2 separate regions of the Ovis aries genome follow, and region 1 is linked to region 2. Evidence: chromatin contacts called from public Hi-C data. All regions are on one chromosome and are shown on one strand. The core of a region is the stretch at or near the end of the contact, and the rest is flanking DNA. Distances in the headings are between cores, read along the strand shown.

Region 1 (5,970 bases), core at 577-3,076, 310 kb before region 2:
CCTGTCTAGGACAACTTCATTTCTGCCTGTCTGTTTTTTTTCACTGGCACAAAGCATTGGAATTGTGGCTATTGACCTGCCACAGTTACCCAAGCCAAGGGTGGGAGTGGCATCCTCTTTCATATGACAGTGCAGATCTCAGGGACCAAGAAAACCTGGGAGGCCTCCAGGCAGGGCCACAGACATCCTGAGGGGCTGCTCTGACCTTCCTTGGTTGGCCTGACACTCTGCTTCCCCCGTAGCCCCCAGGTAGAGCTGCCCCCATACCTGGAGCGGGTGAAACAGCAAGCCAATGAGGCTTTTGCTTGCCAGCAGTGGACCCAGGCCATTCAGCTTTACAGCAAGGCCGTGCAGAGGGCCCCTCACAACGCCATGCTCTACGGGAACCGAGCTGCTGCCTACATGAAGCGCAAGTGGTGAGTGGGCCTGATGGAACCAAGTTGCTGAGGCATCCAGGGACAGTAGCAGTGGCATCCTGCTGCCCCTCAGGGCATGTTAGGCCCAGGCCTCTCACCCATTCCTGGTTGGTGGTGGGCAGGTGCCTGACCTGTTAGTCAGGAAGCTTCAAACACCAGGAGAGCTCACAGTTAAATGGAACATGTTCACAAGTAGCTTCAGCATGTTAGTGCTGTGGTTGCTGGAAGTAGGAATTGGGAGAGTGGTTAATCCCAGTCCTTGGAGAATTGGGCCTTGAATCGGACTTTTAAAGGGGCAGTAGAATCTTGCTAGATGCAAATGAGGCCCTGGTGAATTCAGTTGCTATCTGTTTGAAGTGATTGTGCAGCGCCTTGACCTTGGAGTTTGCTGTCCTATGCTCTTGGACCCTTTGGACCAAGCACAAGCAGGATCCTAGACATCTGAAGCTGGCTGTGGGTCTTGCTGTGTGGTAATGGCCAGTGGTAAGGGAACAGGTCCATATCCTGAAGAACCCTTTATCTTTGAAGACCACCAGGGCCCCCAGCCCTTCCGCCTACAGCACCAGCAGGCAAGCAGGCAGGCAGACCCCATCCCCCAGCCAGGGCCAGGATGGGAGATGGATAAAGCTGGGCCCACAGCCATTTCTGCTCCGTCTGGCATCCGTCGGCTCTGCCCAGACAGACAGGCCAGCTGGTGTGCCATCGTCTGGCTGCAACTCGGCAGGCCAGAGAGGGAAGCTTAAGAAACCCACCCAAGTCAGCAGGCTGGTGGATGGGGGTTTGGGAAGATGCTGCCCCCACAGGCCTTAGCTCAGACATCAGGAGTTGGCCATGGGCTCAGATGGCAGCCAGCCCCAGGAGATGACAGTTGGGGGCCCTCCTGGGGTGTTTTGCCCCTCTTTTCCAGCAGGTGGGTAGAATGCAGTGGTCTTCATGCAGGCTGTAGGCTGAGCACACTCTCCTGCATTTTGCTGAGAAGGACTGATGATTTCCCAGTCCACAGTACCCTTAACATCTTCTCTGAATCCCTACTATGCACTGAGAACTAGAGACACAAAGTTCTGTCCCTCCGAGTTACTGTGCTCCAGAGCGCACAGCCTCTGGACAGGGGATAAAGAGGTGGGCATGGTCCATCACCGAAGAGGCAGGAAGCAGTGAGTCTTTGAAGGGTCAGGTGAAGTGCCATGGGCAGAGGAAAAGTCGGGTCACTGTACCTGGGGATCAGGGAGCACCGGGAAGACGTGGTGTCTGCTTTCAGTGTGGGCAGGCTTAGACAGGAGAGGAAAGCGGGGAGGGGACTGTGGGGGAAGGACATTCCCAGGGAGATGAAACGGTGTGAACAAAGGCGTGGGGGTGGGGGACTGACTGAAGAGCTTGTTTGCAGAACAACAAATCCATTTGGCTGGAGCAGAGGGTTCGGGAAGGGACTGGCAGGAGATGAGTCTGTGAGGTAGCCTGGGGCCAGCCTGGGAAGGTCTTGGAATGCAGAGCGGTGGCGTTTTGGCCTCGATTCAGTGGATGATGGGCAGCTACTGAAGAGTTTCGAGCAGCAGAGGGAGGTGTTGAGGGCTGTCTTTTCAGGGAGATTGAGCTGGCAGCAAGTCCGGATGGGTGCGCCCTGGGGCCAGCTTGCTCTCTCCCCATCCCCACGTGCCTGCCAGTGACCCTTAGAATGTCACGTTCTGTCCCAGGCCAGTCTCCCCAGGGCAGCCATCTGCTCCTGGATGCGGTGGGAGCTGTCGCCCTCTGGCTTCTGGCTGCTTTCTGGTCTGGCTCTCCCCGGGAGTTCTGAGGGGCACCTTGCAGGCGGTAATTGGGTTTCCGAAGCGCGCCTGCTCCTCCGTCACAGCCACTCGTTCTGACGCAGCTGCGCCGTCGGGACACTCTGTCTCCCGCCCGCCTCCGCACTGCCAAGCCTCTTGTCCCTGCTCTGAGCACCGGTGCTCCCTCTGGGTGCTGTAGGAGGGAGGGTCAGGAGCACAGCTCCAGCGTCAGACCTGCCCTGGCCCCCGCCGCGCACAGGGGTTGTGAGCTGCGCCTTGGTGGGGAGGCCATGGTGGGGGGGGGCGGTCGGCGGCGTGCTTCTTAACGCAAGTGGGTCCTAGGCCCGCCTCACCCCAGCAGAGGGGAAAAACGGAGAAGTGGATCCTGTGAGGACACCTGGCTCTCCAGTTGAGAGGTGGGGCTGTCTGTGGACCTGGGCAGATGTGTATTCTATACTCCTGCACAGGGTGGGAGGAGGAGGGGCTTCTTCTCTGACCCTCCCCACCCCGCAAAACTATTCCCACTTCCCCACATCCATGCTTCGGGAGTTTGGAGAAGTTAGTGTGGACAATTTGCAGCTCCTGTGGCCTATGCCCGCCCCCACTCCCGCCATCCACTTCCAGAGGAGTGACTCTGCCAGACCGTCAGGCCCCGTCCTCCAGCCCCGGGAGGCAGAGGCCACAGCTGCTGTGGATCAGTCAGCCAGGGCAGAGGGGGCCTGGCTGAGGACTTGCTGCCTGCTGGTCAGCAGCCTGAATCCCCAGCCTGACACTTCTGGCTTCCCCGGACCACAGAACTGTCCTTGAGGGCCCCCTGCCTCAGACCTGGCTTTGAAGGCCAGCCGGGGGGATCTGAGGAGGTGGGTGGAGGAAAGGAGAAGGAGGGCCTGGGAGCCTGAGGCGGGCAAGATGCCAGGCCTTCTGCTGCAGGGCTGCGGGTGCCTGGGGTGAGCGGGTGCACAGTTGCACTCTGTGTCCAGCAGAGGGCAACCCGACACTGGTTTTTGCCTTATGCCCACCCTCTACCTGCCAATACGCCAGGGTTCCTGGCTTTCCTCCTAAACATACTCTGCCTCCTAGAGAGCAAGCCCTGGGCTGAACCAGGATTCTGTTCATCCCCAAATACCCTTGCCCTGAGATCGCTCAAAGGTGGGCTGGGGTGGCCACAGGAAGCGACAAGACTGAATGGGGACTCCCTACCTGCCACGGGGCCCCACCTCCAAAGCACACTCCCCTGCCTTCCCAGGGATGGTGACCACTACGATGCCCTGAGGGACTGCCTCAAGGCCATCTCCCTAAATCCATGCCACCTGAAGGCGCACTTCCGCCTGGCCCGATGCCTCTTTGAGCTCAAGTACGTGGCTGAGGCCCTAGAGTGCCTGGATGATTTCAAAGGGAAGTTCCCGGAGCAGGCCCATAGCAGCGCCTGTGACGCATTGGGACGTGACATCACGGCCGCCCTCTTCTCCAAAAATGACGGTGGTGAGTAGAGTGCGCACTGAGGAGGGGTTGCTGTCACTCTGTCTGTTGGAGATGCTGCGTGACATTCTGGAGAGGACGTAAGTCCTGAGACTGGAGAGGCCTGGGCTCACACTGATTGAGAACCACGTGACCCTGAGACAGTCACTTGGTCTCTTAAGGATTAGCAATAGCGTGTTTAAGGCACCTGGTGTGGTTCCCCCGGGGCTCAGGATAGGGGCTCAGGATAGGAGCTAGGTCATCCTCTCCTGTCATAGACAGGGCCTTGGCCGTTCCGTTGGGATCCGAGCTCCAGCTAGTTGGCTAGAGTGCACTTGCTCCAGATTGCATGGGTGCAGGAGAGACAGCCCACAGGGCAGTGGTAAGGCCCCGGGCACAGGGATGGAGCCTCGGTTCCAGTCTCAGCTCTGCCATGTGGAACCATGAGACTGGGCAGAGCACAGCCTCTCTGAACCTGCTGGCTTATTTGTACAGCATGTTGAAGGGCCTGCCCTGCTCCTCTGGGTAGCGCTGGAGAGTGAGCCAGGTAACTGTGCAGTCTGTAAACATGAGAGGGGAGCTCACTGGGGGCAGACATGCAGCTTCCTCTTCTGCTCTGCAGCGTATTGGACCATGGATTGATCCATCTGTCTGGATAGTGCCAGGCACTGTGCTATGTCCTGGGAATACATCTAGGAACAAGTCAGATAGAATTTCTGGATTCAAGAATTTATAGCCTGGGAAGGACCCTAGCGATGAAGGAGAAGCAAAGAAGGCCCCGGGGGCCTGATAGGGTGTGAGTGCAGGGGAGGGGTTGAAGGCAGCCCGGGGTTTTTGAGGGAGACGTTCAGGCAGAGATCTTGAAGCTGGGGAAGAGGTGACTAGGCAGAGTGTCGCCAGAGGTGAAGCGTCTGGCAGAGGGGCCAGCGCGTGCCAAGGCCTTGAGGCAGGCAGGGACAAGGCACTGAGAGAGCTGGTGTGACTTTACTGAGGCGCGTATGCGGCCACCAGGACCCAGGCTGACTTGTCCTCCGGGGCGGGAGGGCTAGAAAGATCACCCGCTCAAGGCTCTCTTGGCAGCGCTTTGCCCTCCCCTCCCCGCCGCTCACCTCCACACCAACAGACCTTAGGGCCGGGCATCCTCGGGGCTTCCAGACGTTATTCAGGGACCTAAGCCAAGGCCGTCCTGGCATCAGCGATCTCCTCTTGAACACCCTCAAGGGCAGGATGCACAGATGCCTCTTTTCCACAGTTGTTCCCAGTTTTCCAGGGTAGTGGGAGAGGGACAGCCCTTCATGGCTTACTACTTGGACGGAGAACGGGGTGAAGGGTGGGGAGGAAACGGGGAGGCGGGGAGAGACGGGCAGGACTCTCACGGTCCCTGTTCTCTGCCCCAGAGGAGAAGAAGGGAGCCGGCGGTGGCGGCGGCCCCGTCCGCCTCCGAAGCATGAGCCGTAAGGACTCCATCTCCGAGGACGAGATGGTGCTGCGGGAGCGAAGCTACGACTACCAGTTCCGCTACTGTGGCCACTGCAACACCACCACGGATATCAAGGAGGCCAATTTCTTTGGCAGGTCTGAGGCCCTGAGAAGGAGGAGGGCCCAGCCCAGTTGGCGGCAGGAGGTTGAGGGTGGCGTGGGGACCTAGGCTTTCAGAAGTCTCAAATCCCAGCTCTGTGCCCTTGGGCAGATGGCTTCACCTCTGTGAGCCACCATCCCCCTCCAGCCCTCCTCTGTAGATGACATACTCTTTTGGGTAGGTGAGATCCATGAATATAAATCAAGCATCTCCAGCAAGATCCCTTCTAAATATCAGCAGTGTGTTGGGGGCAGGTGTGCTGTAGGGTCTGGGGGTCTGGATCCAGAGAGGCTAGGACTACTGAGGAAAAGCTGAGGCAGGAGCATTCCCAGAGACCCCTGAGAGGCAGGATCCGATCCTGGCACCCAGGGGGCTTACGATGCACTTTGAGGGAGAGTAAGTCAGAGGGACCTCGGCTGTCTGTGACCCCAAGGTTAGGAGAACAGTTGGACAGTGACACGACTCTCCAGTGTGGAGAGGATGCTCGTGTGTGTGGGAGTTCCGAGTCGGGTGAAGACCCCAGAGTTCGGGGGGCTGAGTGGCTCCAGGCTTCCCTGCCACCCCCTTTCCCTCAGCCATGCAGCCTGTGGGCCATCCCCCGACCTGACCTCCCTGCTCTTTGCCCCCCCCCTCCCCCGCCAGCAACGCTCAGTATATCGTCAGCGGCTCTGACGATGGCTCCTTCTTCGTCTGGGAAAAGGAGACCACCAACCTGGTCCGCGTGCTGCAGGGCGACGAATCCATCGTCAACTGC
Region 2 (6,290 bases), core at 1,042-3,541:
AAGGGGAAAGAGGCCAGTATGGCTGGAAAAGAGTTGGGGGAGGGGAAGCACAGTGAGATAAGACTCTGGAGATTTGGGGGAGCCGATTATTAAAGACCTCAAGGGCCAAATTAAAGAAGTAGAACTTTATTCTAAGTGTGATGAGCAGCTACTGGTTGGGTTTTTGGGGGAAGTGTCACTTGATCTCCTTTGTTTTCAGATCTTGGCCCTGTGTGGAGAATTAATAAGAGTGAACACAAGGATCAAGAGTGGACACAGGGTAACCTCTTAGAAGGACTTTGTGGGTGCCCTCTAGGCCTGAGGGTAGTGACCTGGATGCTGAGAGGAGGGCCATGTGGGTGGAGACTGGTGAACAGACACAAGAAATAATTAGAAAACAGATCTACAGGTTGCCTGGTTGCTCAGTTGAATGGGGTTGGATGGGGGAGGCAGGAGGAGATTAAAATTAAATTCCCTGGTTGGGAAGTTATAGAGTCCCCTCTGGAGGCCAGGCACTGTCCTAGTGAGGTTGACTGGGTTCAAGTCCTGGCCTGTCACTTGCCAGCTGTTTACCTTGGGGAAGTGACTTGACATCTCTCTACCTTCATTTCTTTTCTGTGAAATGAGGATCCTAATAACCCCTAAGGAGATTGTGGTAAGGATTAAATGAGGTGATATAAGTAAAACCTTGGATCTGGGTGTTTGGGACTAGGTTCTGAGGTTCCTTACACTTGAATTTGGGGCTGTTTGGGTCTGTTTCTTGAAGCAACCAAGCAACCAATCCATTCTTTAATTTCTTAAAAGAAGATGTTCTCTTTTTAAAACTTTATTTTAAAAACATTTATTTATTTTTTGGCAGTGTGGAGTCTTTGTTGCTGCATGCAGGCTTTCTCTAATTGCAGTGAGCTGAGGCTACTCTCTAGCTGCGATGTGTAGGTTTCTCATTGCAGTGGCTTCTTTTGTTGTAGAGCACGGGCTGTAAAATGCAGGCTCAGTAGTTGTGGCACAGTTGCCCTGAGGGATGTGCAATCTTCCCAGACCAGGAATCAAACCAGTGTTCCCTGCATTAGCAGATAGATTCTAACCACTGAACCACCAAGGACGTCCAAGTCTCCATTTCTTTACTGGCCTTATACAGAAAATTAAAACAGGATGACATGCTAGCCTAGTGGTTCCCACACATGTCTGTCTGCACATAAAAATCACCCAGAGAATTTTTTTTTTAACTTCCAAAGCCCAGGCTACACCCCAAACTAGTTAAATAACAATTTTTGTAAGACACATATCAGCATGTTTTGATCCCTCCAGGTAATTCCAGCTGTAGATAAGTTTGGAAACTGCTGTGGTAGTGAGAAAAAAGGAGGCTTCTTTAAAGTGTGGTCAAGGAGGGCTTCTCAGAGTAGGTGATATTTGAGTGGAGACCCCAGAGTAAAGAAGGCTATCATTGGAAGGTCGGTGGAGGTAGGGGGCCCCTTTGGTCAAATGTCTAGCCTAGGTTCCTACATACCTGGAGGTACCTTTGGGCCTGTTTCTTTGAGCCATCAAGACCCCATTCCTTTACTGATCTGGTACAAATGAGCCTCCCCTAATCTGACCTCCCTGTGGCTTCACAGAACCTGGAAAGGTGTGACCTTGCCTGTCAGTCCTGTCTGTTTCATGGAAACCACAGAGGGAAAGGAAATAGAAGGCTGCTCTGGGCCTCTTCATAGGGTCTTCCTAGGGCCGCCTTCTCCCCCTGAGCCAGGACGTCCATGCTCCCTAACCTTCTGCCCCTCCCCCACAACTGGCTAGCTTAAAGGAAGTGGCTCTTCAGTTCTTCACAGGAAGCCACAGGCCTCCTCTGCCTCTACTCCCTCCAGCTACTGCTGACCCAAGCTGTCTCCTGGCCCAGGTCTCTATCAAGGCTGGGTCCAGAGATGCCCTGTTCCGGGCATCACCATCTCCTGCCCAGACAAAAAGGGTCTGTGTGGAGTGCTCCTCTCATTGTCTTTAAATCCCCCATGACTCAAGTCTGGGAGCACAGGCTGTGAGCCTGGAAGTGAAACCTGGTCGCAGGGTGTCCTGATTGCTGTGGCCAGGAGTTTGGAAATCCCAGCATTGCAGGACCGAGGGCCTGGAAGGAGAGGAGAGGGCAGCCTTGCAGGCATCCTCAGAGTTGACCACTCCTGTGAGCTTCAGGAGCTCTTGCCGCAGAGCCGGCGCAGAGCCTGAATCATTTTAGTCTCTAGCATCCTTGGTGGGGCTGGCCCCAGGGAGAGCTGTTGATCACAGTGGAGCTGCGGGAGGATGAGTCAGGCTGAGGTGGCTTTCAGGCTGAGACGGCACTGACACCTGGTGGTCATACTCGTGCATAGCACAATGGGACTGTGGGAAGCCTGCCCGGAGAGGGAGTGAGTGGACTTTCAAGGGTCTTGGGGGCCAGGGGGCTCCTTAAAGAATAAAATAAATCTCTAGATAAAGGGATTTTTATCAAAGAGCAAGACTCCTCTAACTTGAGCTCTTTGGAAAGACATTCTAGGTCTAAATGAGAGTCCAGCTCTCCCCTTCCTCTGTTTTATAGCCTAGGATCTTGAGGTCCAGAGAGAAATGATGATGTCAGAGGACCTCAACGTTGTTTTCCATCAAGTCAGCCACGCAGATGGGATCTATTTTTGGATTTGTCTTAGGGTGCGGTCCCAGAGTGAGGAACAGCCCTGCTAGTTTCTAGCCACCCTTCTTTGTGACCAAATAGGCATCTCTCAGCACCATCACCCACCTTAGTCACCGAAGTTGGCACCGCAAGGTGGCTTTTGGCCACTTCCAAAAATAAAATCTCAGAGGGCTGGGACCTGACAGACATAGGGGATTCAGAAGGCTGTGCTTCAGGCTCGGCAGTTTTAGAGCAGGAAGTGCCCAGAGACTCTGATGTCCAACCTCCCCTTGTTTTAAAAATGACGAAGCTGGGACTCAAGGAAGGCAAGTAACCTGCCTGAGTGCCCCACTCTGGAGCTGGACCAGGATTTGGTGTTGTGTCTTTCTGAAGACCATTGCCAAGGAGGAGTCCAAAGGTGATTAGCGACTCCTGACTTGGTGCACTAGCGAATTCTGGGTTTACGCTCATCATTCTGTCTCATACTTTATAGACAAGATGATTGTGGTCCATGAAAGTTGACAAGGATGGGTGAAAGGAGATGGGGGCAGGGAGGTGGTGACAGGGAAAAAGAAAGGGGGGGAGGTCATGAATATTCTGAGGGGCTTCTAATTTGTATGCAGGGGGCTCCAAGTAGGTAGGAACTGGGTCTCTTCCACTGCGGTGTCCTTAATATTTGGCACTGTGCCAGACACAGAGTCAGTGCCCAGTAAATGCTGTGGAATGAAAGTCAAGAGTTATCCTGTACCGGCCCAAAGGGATCCTGTGGTAGGCACAGGATAACCTTAAAGACGAGTCATGGCCAGTGTCACTCAGCTTGAGAACTGCTGAGGCCTCAGGTCTAAAATCTGGGGCCGGAGTGGTCCACCTCTCTCTGGCCTTAAATGCTGTTCAGGACAATATGATATCTAAGGACGGTGTATGCCCCTGGGGGCAGGATGCCCACCCTTAGGAAGAAAGAAGATCCAGGGCTGTGAGCACTAGAAAGTAAACCTAGGCTCCAAAGTTAGATTATCTAATTCTTGGTTTTATTTGGCTATTTCCTCTTTGCTTTATGCAGGTCCCTAGTCATAATAATGGACATTTACTGAGTGTTTAGCATTTGTCAGGCATCGTGCTAAACTCTGTTCGTGATTTCATCTAATCTCATAAGAAATGGCAATCCACTCCAGTATTCTTGCCTGGAGAATCCTGTGGACAGAGGAGCCTGGTGGGCTACTGTCCGTGGGTCACAAAGAGTCAGACACGACTGAGCAACCAACACACAGAGGCTATTATTGTTCTCGGTTTACAGGGAAGGGAAGTGCAGCGCAGGGCAGTGAGGGAACTTGTGCAGGGCATGAAGCATGGTAGGAGAGGGCAGGGCAGCTTTGAACCCAGGTCTGTGGGACTCCAGAGGGACACCCCTAACCACTCTGCTCCACTGCTTCATGGAAAACTCAGCCTCACCTGTGGTAGAGAATATTGAGCAAAAGTTAGGGGCCTGTGTTTACCTGACCACAGCATTAAAGGGGGTTGAGGCCTGCATGGCAGTGACAGCGGGTATTATCAAGAGCTCCCCAGGAAAAAGAACAAGCGGTCCAGCCCCTGCCTCCCATGAAGGTTGAGGGAGGTGAAGGGACAGGTGGATGGAAGGAGACTGGCCTCAAGTTCTCTGCACATATATTGAGCACCTGCTGTATGCCAGGCACTGGGGAGGCGATATGAGTGAGACGCAGTGCCCTCTGTGAAGGGGCTTAGGGAACACACTTCCGTCTCTGGGATATCGACTCTGTGGACAAACTGGGGTGCAATTAGCACGCCTGGGGGAGTGTGACGCCTGAGACATGGGCAGAAGCCCACCGAGGCGGGGCTCAGCTGATGCCCTGTGCTGACTCTCAGGGCAGGGCACTCAGCTCAGCTTCCGCTCCTGGAACAAACTGTGGAGACGGTGTTTGAGGTGCCAGTGGGACCTCCAGCACCTGTGCCCCCTCTTTAACAAACCCAGCTTCTCTGGTGCCCTGGGGCGAGCCAGCTGGGGCCGTTTGCCACCCGCAGGGTGGCGTTGGCCCTGGAGACAGGAGTGAGCACGATGTAGCCTCTTAGCCGCCTCTGCATGTTGGCAATCAAAGGGGAAGTTCTGGGTTAGAAGTGGGGCGGGGTGGGGGAGGCCTGAGGACAGCTGGCTGGGCCCTTTAGTGACCGGCGTTTGCGGTTCACACACGGCCACTTCCCTGGGGATGCGGATCTCTCTAGAAGGCTGGTCTGGAATCGAGGCTGGCACACCCACTCAGGCCGGAACCAGAGTCTGTCTCTGCATTAGTGCCAGAACCAGCTGGAGCTTTACTGAAGAGTGGTTTCTGGGGCCTCTTTGCCCTTCTCCCCCCTGCTGAGGTCCTGGCACTCTGGTTCCCTGGACAGGCCTCCCGAACCTCAGATCCTCCCAAGGGCTGGGCCTCCCCTTCCCCCTCAGAAGGCGTGTGGGCTCCAGCTGCAAAGTCCCCACCCTGTCCCCAGAGCTCTCTAAAGGAAGGGAGGCCTCGCTGAGCACCTCTACCCCCCAAAAGCTGCTCTTAAACCGTTTCCCCATGACAAAGGTCTGGCCTTATCTGAGGGAGACCCCTCTAGCGCTTCTCTGGGGACTAGAGATCTGGCTTCTCCATCTCTGCCTGATCAGGGACATAGCTGGAAGCTTCGCTCACTGAGAACAGAATCTGCCTCCCCAGGCACCCTGTGAAATGCAGCCTGGGCGCCCAGGCTGTGACAGGGGTAGCAAGAAGCCTCTGCCAGGAAGGAGTCCCAGAGGACGAGGTATGTCTGAGGTGGGCTGTAAGCTTCAGAAGGACGTCCTAGGCCAAGAGACCAGAACACACCAAGGCTCAGAGGCAAAACCAGCTGGTCGTGCTCCAGGAGCTGTGATGGGCTCTAGGGAGGGAAATGGGGGTGGGGTGTGTGGATGAGGCAGACCAGAGCCAGATCTTGTTGGGCTTCTCATAGCAACCACGACTCACAGCAGGACTGAGTGTTTTCTGAGAGACGTTTATTCTGTGTGTATGTGTTTCTTTTTTTTTTTTTTAACCTCAGTCATTGCCAAGTGTGACAGAGGAAGCTCTGGACTGCAGCTGGAAAAGGAAGACAAGGAGGAAGGCGGGGCTTCCAGGGAGCTGCTGGCTACTTCTTCTCCTTTCTCTCTGCTTACTCTTTTTCTTTCTCTTCTCTTCTCTGTCTGCTTTCGACTTGCTTGTGGACAGTATAGCCCAGAAAGGCCCCGATCTTGGCCATGAGGGCACTGCCACCGCTAGCGCCTGTAATGCAAACGACAGCCGAGTCCCTTGGAACCCAGGCACCAGGCCCGGGAATCCAAATGTCGGGAAACAACGGGTCAAGTGTACCCTTTTTATTTCCAGCTAGAGGAACAGAGGCCCAGAGGGGACAGGACTCCTGCAAAGGGACTCCCGTCGCCACCCTCCCAACTTGCCATCTCAAATCCGAGATGAAAATGACAAAAATAAGAGCGCATTCTCTTCACGTCTGCGGTGGACACGCTGTGCTATTAGTAATGCTGACCGCCTCCTTGGTGGAGGCCTCGGTGGGAGCTGGTGGTTTGCAAGTGAGACATGTCAACCTTGCCAGTGCCATGTGTGACAGGACAACCTGTCACAACCCTGTGATGCTTGAGAGGACAGCCGTCACACAGCACAGG

What was found. Hi-C and Micro-C count contacts between places; a contact is called where the count stands out from the background.
Region 1: a Hi-C map of hypothalamus shows a contact between it and region 2, with 5 times the contacts expected there. The contact joins two enhancer-like sites. A contact is called at or near these places in 4 of 16 Hi-C or Micro-C datasets (blood, hypothalamus, liver and 1 more).

Annotation. Positions count from the first base shown.
Region 1 is chr2:239,700,762-239,706,731 of ARS-UI_Ramb_v3.0, reverse strand. WDTC1 (WD and tetratricopeptide repeats 1) reads left to right here. Exons shown (of 17, transcript XR_009599448.1): 12 at 243-416; 13 at 3,426-3,661; 14 at 5,035-5,212; 15 at 5,859-5,970. Among named protein-coding and RNA genes, the nearest start is that of TMEM222, 19 kb to the right of the region's middle. Within about 2 kb of position 1,826, at least 18 of the 54 cell types and tissues checked have an H3K27ac peak or open chromatin away from gene starts, as enhancers often do. A contact at or near this core is called in hypothalamus and liver, where this site is marked.
Region 2 is chr2:239,395,007-239,401,296 of ARS-UI_Ramb_v3.0, reverse strand. It overlaps IFI6 (interferon alpha inducible protein 6), which reads right to left. Exons shown (of 5, transcript XM_027965432.2): 5 at 5,607-5,892. The coding sequence ends at 5,783. Among named protein-coding and RNA genes, the nearest start is that of IFI6, 6.2 kb to the right of the region's middle. Within about 2 kb of position 2,291, at least 27 of the 54 cell types and tissues checked have an H3K27ac peak or open chromatin away from gene starts, as enhancers often do. A contact at or near this core is called in hypothalamus and liver, where this site is marked.